Linked DNA regions of Mus musculus: region 1 is linked to region 2. The links are chromatin contacts, called in public Micro-C maps. All regions are on one chromosome and are shown on one strand. The core of a region is the stretch at or near the end of the contact, and the rest is flanking DNA. Distances in the headings are between cores, read along the strand shown. Region 1 holds the start of Sned1 (sushi, nidogen and EGF-like domains 1). Region 2 holds the start of Kif1a (kinesin family member 1A).

Evidence for each region. Hi-C and Micro-C count contacts between places; a contact is called where the count stands out from the background.
Region 1: a contact with region 2 is called in a Micro-C map of embryonic stem cells, with 1.8 times the contacts expected there. The contact joins the promoter of Sned1 here to the promoter of Kif1a in region 2. A contact is called at or near these places in 7 of 39 promoter capture datasets (the HPC-7 cell line, embryonic stem cells, epiblast stem cells and 3 more), 2 of 484 Hi-C or Micro-C datasets (embryonic stem cells and uterus), 1 of 115 datasets of contacts at active chromatin or transcription factors (embryonic stem cells) and 1 of 9 other capture datasets (pancreatic islet).

What each region holds. Positions count from the first base shown.
Region 1 is chr1:93,233,783-93,237,857 of GRCm38.p6, reverse strand. Sned1 (sushi, nidogen and EGF-like domains 1) reads right to left here and starts at 1,961. Exons shown (of 31, transcript NM_172463.4): 1 at 1,657-1,961. The coding sequence starts at 1,869.
Region 2 is chr1:93,100,560-93,104,554 of GRCm38.p6, reverse strand. Kif1a (kinesin family member 1A) reads left to right here and starts at 2,681. Exons shown (of 49, transcript NM_001368847.1): 1 at 2,681-2,792.

The DNA.
Region 1 (4,075 bases), core at 712-3,211, 130 kb before region 2:
CCTTTCCCACAGAGCAATGGGAAAGGTGAGGTTCGCTGTGCGCACCATGACCACACCAGCGAGTATTTTCTAAAGAGTATCTACATTTCAGGGAGAGGCTCTGGTAGGGTGTGTATTTCTCTAAGAGCCAGAGGTCGGTTGCTCATGTTAAAAAGGTCAACTAAACATTTTAATAATATTTTCACCTGTGACTTGGAGTGGAAAATCCAAGGCTAGCCAGAATGCTTAAAGAACATTTAGACAGCTCTGTTAGGGTGAGTCTCCACATTCCTAGGATGTACAGGCCTCTTCCTGCTGGGCAGACCCAGAACACAGCTCTTCTTGTCTACTGCCTACTATAAGAAATCTTTGCTCTGCCAAGTCCCAGGGCAGAAGGATTATCAGGGATGTCTTCCCTTTCTTCTCCCTCTATGCCCCTCCATGGTTATAGCACCAGGCACTGCCACCAAGGTGAGGAGGCCATTCTGAGTTGGCACAGGGAAGTCAGCCACCAGGTTGTGACACAGTGGTGGACTGTGTGATGTTTGTCACTGTGGGGTACAGGGTTCTGGAGATGGTGGTGGCGGTGAATAGGCCCCGTGGACAGTGGTGGCCAGGAGGATGGCAATGCAGACCACGTGGCTGGTGATGGAGGCAGTGTTCAAGATGGTAGGGATGACAGTATGGCGGCTGAAGGCAGCAGTGCTTATGGCGGAGGTGAGTGTGCCAGTGGAGGCGGTGATAGTGGATGTGGTGGCACTAATGGCAAAATCATTGGTAGAGCTAATGGTGATTGGTGTTGGATTCGGCAGAGGGTGTGTGAGAAGATGGTGCTTTAACTATAGACTACGTTGGCTCTGGCGTTTCTAAGTGGATTTGAGTAATTCAGGAGGCTCATTTCACTACAGATCATCCCTTTGTGCACAGGTGACTGGCGCAGGGTCAGACCCTGAGAACATGGAGGCTGGCACTCAGGTTCTGCAATCCACTGAGACCTCTCCAGCATTCGTGTCTGGGGCTGGAGTGAGGAATTACCCTTGGGAGCCCTGTTTAGAGGGTCTGATCTTGGTGGCCAACCTCCAGGGGACTAAGATGGGGAGGGGAAGGGGTAAGCCCCTCTACACTGCCCCTAGCTGCCAGCCCTGCCCAGCGCAGGTCTCCTGCAACTAAGCAAATCATGCCCGAATTCCTTCTGGCTGTGGGCCTTGGGTGTTAACTGTGGGTGAGGTTGAAATGGCTTAGAGAGGGCTGAGACCATCACAAGCCAGATACCCCACTAGGGTAACTGTGGCCAGAGGCCATGTGCCTACTACCACATAGCTCACTGTGAAGGAACAGGATCGAAGGCTCCCCACTAGGCACTGGGGGACCCGCAGCTCTGCGGAAGCCTGTCGAACTCTGCCAACGTCCCAAACAGGTCGGGCCTTGAGCAGCAGGGGCGCGCCGCGTTCCGCTGGCCTGGCTGTCGCCTAGGTGCCCTGGCGGTTGCTCGCCCCGCCCTGCCCACGCCTCTCCCGCCAGTCGCTGTCCGGCCTTGGCCGCGGGAGAGAGGAAGCGCTGTCCTCATTCCACCTCTGGCTGCCGCGGTGCCAAGTTGCTGGCGGCGGCAGCGGCAAGAGTTGGGGTGGAGGGCAGCGGCGCCCTCCCCGGAGCCCCCTCGAGCTCGGGGTTACTCACGTAGAGTCCGGAGTGCTCGGCGCCGAAGAACGGAAAGGGCACCGAGAGTGGTTGCAGCCCTGAGCCGCCGTCGTCCTGCTTCGGGGTGACGGTGTCGCCGCGCTTCGTGCCGAACGGGTAGAAGTCGGCGAGGGCCACGGCAGCGCGCACCCCGCGCGTCCCGAGCCCCAGGGCTGCGGCCAGCAGCAGCGCCCAGGCGGCGCCGAGGCGCATCGCCGGGATCTGAGGGCGGGCCACGGGGCTCGGGCAGGTGGCTGCAGTCACCGCACGACCGACTGGCCGCACAGTTCCCTTCCGCTAGCTCGCGTCGCACTCCGGAGACCCGCGCAGCTTAGGAAGGCGTGAGGCACGACTGCGGACCGCCTGCCTAACGCGGGGACCGGGGTTTAAATAGCCTGCCCAGCCGGCCACTCGGGAGGGGCGGGGAGAGGCGGGGTCATGCAAATAGTGGCATTTTTAACTTGCTGGTCCGCGGAGTGGGAGGGTGCGGGAGCGGAGCGTAGCTCCCAGGCCCTTCTGTGTCGAGGCTCATTAAAGCCGAACTAGTACTGGGTTGGCTCCACCTCCAAACCGAGGCCCTTTTGCTCTCTTGCATTTGGGCTATGTTGAGGTGAGGACTTACAGTCTCCTGTCACCAGCTTAAGGCCTGCCCACAGGAGGAGCGTGGGCAAACCCAGCAGTTCTGAAGCTGACTTGTTGCCCTAAGGCCTGATTTTGAACAGGCTTCCTGTGTGTCCTCTGGGGTCCCTGTCAGGCCAGAGCATCTGGCTTTTCCTGACAGAATGCCAGTCTGGGCCACTTCTCCCTACAACACTTACACAAACCTTGCGTGGCCACACCCCAGCCCTAAGTTAGGACATCAACTTTCAGAACCAGCTGAAACCTGTCCTAGGGTCTATTCCTTTTCTGGTTTCACTGAGGATGAACCTTGGGTCTGGGAGACTCGAAGACTTACTTAGCTTTCTCTCGTGTAAGGACTTTCCCCTATGGGATCAGTCATGCAGCACAGCTGGACAATGTTAGGGAAACCTGCGGGGTAGGCTGGTCACCCAGGCCCTGGGGGCAAGTTAGTTGCTGTGGCTCCTTAACCTTTCTCGATCTTCTTAAGAATTGCTTTGTAAGTGGCTGTCCTGCCTCAGGGGTGCAACCTGGTCTTTTTCTGTGTCCCCTTGGCGCCTCTTGGGGGCCTCAGTTCTCACCACCTTGTCTGCACCCAGATCCTACTGTTGGATAATGTGACTATAAGCCAAGTCTGGGATCCCCAAAGACAAGATGCTGCCTCTCAAAGAGAAGCAAGGAAGAAAAAGAAAAGCTACAGAAGTAGCAGCAGCTGCCCCGGAGATTCTGGTTTGTGCTGGCTTTGCATTTTTCTGGATTTCCCAAAATCTCTCTAACAAGCATGTGCTGTGTCTCAGTTCCACAAGGGACATTGCATATTATTTTTCAAGTATAGCAGAGAGTTCTCCGTGTGTCAGTCAGGGGTACCTAGCTTACACAGATCCTGTTCTTAGCAGACTCACCACTGTGATACGCCCAACCCTCAGCGTCGGGGACCAGGCACCAAATTTAAGGAGACCATTTTTGTTTGCACTGACCACGTCTACCCCACACCTGGTACATGGCTTGCCTTCCTCTGTCCCACCCCTCCAGCTTTGTGTAGTGATCCTGATTGGCAGAGGGGTAAGCCAAGGCTGGAGATGTGAAATGTTTTGCTGTACAGTTGGCTAGAGAAGATCAGCCTCTGGTGCCAGGCGTGGTGACGACTTTAATCCCAGCACTCAGGAGGCAGGTGGATCTCTGAGTTTGAGGCCAGAGTGAGTTCTAGGATAGGCAGAGCTATATGAAGAAACCCTGGCTAGCAAAAACAAAAACAAAACAAAAACCGATCAGCCCTTGGGCCAGGCTTCTGGATGTAAGAGTACTCTCTGGTAAACACCGTCGTCTCATTGACCAGACCACATCACGGTCAGGACCAGGCCTCGCAAGGCCTCCTGCACAGCTTCTAGCACAGAGCTGCCAGCAGGCCTGGCCACCATGCTGGGGACCTAAGAGCCTCTTGCTTTCTGGTGTTGGGCACAGGGCCTCCTTGGAAGCTCTATTCTCCTCTCTCATTGGCTTTCTCATACAGAAGTGTAGCAGGCAGCACCAAGCCTAGGGAGAACTCGGATTTGCCTTTCTGCCCATGGGGCACTGAGAAGAGCCCATAACTACCGATCCTTGCTCTCTCCAACCACACAACCTTGCTCTACCTATTGCCAGGCCACTGTTCCCATCTCAACGCTGCCAACCTTCTCCGGGAGCACATGCCTCAGAGGGTCCTAGTCAAGGGTTTGGGTCTGCTCAGGGATTTCTGGGTTGGCACAGCACTCAGCACACTATCAAGTACACAGCAGTGCTCAATAGCGTCGTTGAGTATCCC
Region 2 (3,995 bases), core at 1,432-3,931:
CATGCACATGGAAGCTATGGTCCTCTGTAACGCCAGTTCCAGGGGATCCAATGCCCCCTTCTCATCTCCTCTGGCTCCTGCATGCACGTGGTATGCATGCATATTTACTTCTGGCTAGGAACTTGACAGAGCATACTTTGTTGTTTCACTGTAATAAAGTTTAATTGGAAAGTGGTAACAAAAGATTACAAATAAACAAACATGACAGGAAAGTAAAATTATTAAAGAGAGGCCACTAGGGACATGAAGAAACATTTAGATCATAATGACAGTGAAAACATAGGAGCAAATTTGTTAGACATGTCCAAGGCAGGACAGTGGAAGGAGTCCTACTGTAAATAGATACTGTATTTACTTTAAATACATACTGAAATTTTAAAATACTGAAAGGCTTTGAGAGAGCTATGAACAGAATCCAAAGATGAAGGAAATAGCAGATGACAAATGAAGTAAGTAAAATAATGGGGAAACCAAGAAGATGCACAAAACTAACGTTGAACTTCTGACAATATTTTTAAACCATACTGAAAAGAAGAAATGGGAGCTGGGCAGATGGCTCAGTAGGTAAGGGTTTGCTTCAAAGGCTTGAAGGACTGGAGCTCAGATTTCCCCGTCCCTGGACCTGCCTGTAAGAAAGAGAGAGAGAGAGAGAGAGAGAGAGAGAGAGAGAGAGAGAGAGAGAGAGAGAGAGAGAGAGAGAAGACAGAAGAGAGAGAGAGAAGACAGACAGAAGAGAGAGGAGAGTAGATCAGCAAGCTCCGGGTGGGCAACTGAGGAAGACGTTCAGTGTCAACATCTGGCTGTTACATGTTTGTGCACACATACAAAGCACCTGCACACACATGTTGTCTCCCTCATGAATGCATCATGCACACTCCACAAAGTGGGAGGAATGTATATAACAGAGATTTTTTTTTTAAAGTGCAGACACAATAAGTGTAAGAATGGTGTGGTGGTCCGTCTTCACTGACAACCTGGCTGAAGTTTAAACTCCCAGGAGGACTTTGTCTATGAGGTGTTTCCTGAAAGGAGGAAAGAACCCACCCTGAATGTGGGCAGCGCAATCTCATGGGCTGCGGTCCTGAACGGAATAAAAAAGGAAGTGATCTGGGACCAGCATTCCTTGCTCTCTGCTTCCCTACTGTGGACACGATGTGACTGACTGCCTTAAGCTCTGGCTAACTCACTCATCCTCCCAGAAACAAGCCTTCCCGCTGCAATGAACAGTATACTTTTTCAAGCCATGCACTACAATAAACTCTTTCTTTCTGTTAGTCGCTCTTGTCACAGCAATGGACCAAATTAGTGAACATACCTCCACATGCTAGCAATTCAAATATCCAAACGAGAGGAATGTCTAGAAAAAGCTGTGCCGGGATTAACAAGTGCAGCGGAAAATGGAGTCATAAACACTGTGCCTTTCTGTTCCTGCCATCCTTGAAGGTATTCTTATTCGGGTGATATTGAGGAACAGAAAGGGGTGAAGCTTCCCCCCACCCCGGCTTTGGAGGGGTGGGGCGGGAAAGGGGGTAGTCTCAGTCAGAAGATGGGGATCTGGCCTGTGCTGCCTACCAGTGCTGCTGCCTCTTGCTACACAGTTGCCAACTGAGGTTGGGCCCCCGCCTCACTCAGGCTGCTGTGGATTAAGTGGACAACCATTTAAAGTGCCCAGCAACTGCCAGGGGTAGAGGATGCTGCTGGCAGGAGCTTTTTGAAGAGGAAGCTTGAAACCCTAGTTTTATGGTAACGTGATGTCATCACTCCCACCACCGCAGTGCGGGGAGTCCTGGTGGGAGAGCTGACCATAGGCCTTAGCTGAGTTACTCAGCCCCGGGCTGTGGTTGGCCCTGTAATTCACCCAGCTGCCAGCCAACCCTCACTGAAAAAGGAAAATCTGAGACTTGGTGAAGGCTGAGGTTTGCCATCGAGGATCCAGGGAAGCGTGTGGGTTGAAGTCCTGAGGATTTAGGCTGGAGTGACCGTGTGTGATGATGGTCTAGGACCCATGGAACAGGGAGGGGGACAAGGAGGAGATCTCCACCTGACGGAAGGATGTGTGAGGAAAAGAGGTGCGGGTTAGCCTGCCGTCTGTAGCTTCACCCAGTCAGCAGAGCTCTCTGCAACGCTCTGACTTTTCTCTGGTGATAGGGCCCAAAAGCCAGATGAGATTTTTGAGACCTACCTGTTAACACTTGGAGTCTAAATCCCTAACCCGCCCCAAAATCCCCTCTTCAGTGAAAGATGCGCCTCAACCCCATCCTAGCCTTCCCCCCACCCCCCACGATAAGCCTGTGTTGATGTCTCTTGGTCCTGCAGATGGATGTTTTACAGTTTTTATGATTTCAATTGAAAGCAGTCAGCATGAGGAAGGGCTCAGGGTCTGCAGGCAGGTTCAGCTGGGCGCCACCGGGTCCCTCTCCTTTGGGAGTGATAGGCACTGCTGAGCGAGGGGGTGCTGCACCCGATTACGGGCGTCCGTCTCCCACCTCTCACTGGTGATGTCACAGCCCTGCCCCAACCCCCTCCCGCTCCAACCTCGTCTCTTCTGTGCCGCTTTGCCCGTCCCTCTCCCTGTGCGACAAACCAGCTGGCGGCTGAGCCTCGGACGCAGCGCTCAGCCAACCAGCGCATCGGGAGGGGCTTGGGGAGGGCCGGGTCGGGGGCGCGGAGCCCGTCACGCGGTGCCATCGTCACAGCACCAGGAGCAGGCAGTAAGAAGCATCAGTTCCAGGATCGGGGACCCTCCCCGGTGCCAGTGCCCATGCACGGCTATCCCCAGTGACGCCTGAGAGGTAAGGCTACTGCCCCCACGGCCTGTCGCCATCCGCGCTCATCATCCCGCACCTGTCCCTGGCATCGGGCACCCGCACTAAATGTGCATCTGATGGGAGATTCCGGACCAACGCCAATGTCCTTGTCGCAGCCCGAAGCGCGGGCTTGGAGCTGCGGCTTCCCTTCCCCCGACCTTCCCCCGCCTCTTAGAAGAACAAAGGGGCGAATTCAGGGGTGTCAGTGCTTCCTGCGAAGCTTTTCAGGGCCACAGAAAAGACTCTTTTGCTGAGGCGCGATACTTGGCCCATGTGGGTGGAGGTCGCCAGCTAGAGGAACAAGCAGATCTGGGCACAGCCTCCTTTCCCCGTATCCCTCCACTGCAGAGGAGCTACCCAGAGGGATGCGACAGAACCGCGGGGGAGGGGAGGCAGAGATGCCAAGTAGGGACCAGGACTAGGCTGAGGGGCGTCGAGACGGGGCACGGCTGCTGATCCAGGCCCTAGGGAGAGTACGCGGGGCAGCCGCTCTGGTCTCTGGTGGGGGAGGGCAGATGCTGGAGCCGACAGCAAAACAGGCGGGCGGGGCGGGGGATGCGGAGCCACGGCCAGGCACTGGCTTAATGCTGCCCATCACTCCTAGTGCTCCCGATGCTCCTCCCTTCAGAGACCCCATTTCCCTTCCAGAAAGACACAGTGTGGGAGGAACCACCAGCAGACATGCCTGGCGGCTACAAAGCCAGTGCCCCAGTAACAGGTGTGGTCCCAGGCTGGAGGGAGGGGGCTGGGAGACGCGTCGTCTGGGATGACAGAGGTCTCGGGGAGTCTGGCGTCAGTTGACTCTAGGAACATTGCCTGTGAAGACCCTCGCATTCCCTCATTAAGCCACTCCTCTCCCCAGCTGCTTCCCTTGGGAAGGCCACCGCCCTCTGCTCCCGAAGGGACAGGGACCACATTGGGGCTAAGGGAGAGGGTGGGTCTGCGGTGCAGTGAGGTGCAGGCTGCTGGGGGCCGCAGGAACGGGAGCGGGAGGGGGAGGGGACAGAGGGATTGCCAAGTCATGGGGCCTGCTGGGCGCCGGCGCGACGTCGCCCGGGCGCGGACCCGATGCGCGCCCACGTCCCCAGGAATGGGAATTTTTTCTCTCTCAGAGACCAGAGGACCCGTCCCCCAGTGGCTAGCCTTCCTAAGAGGGGACCGCATTGCTGGGATTAAAGGCCTGCTAGG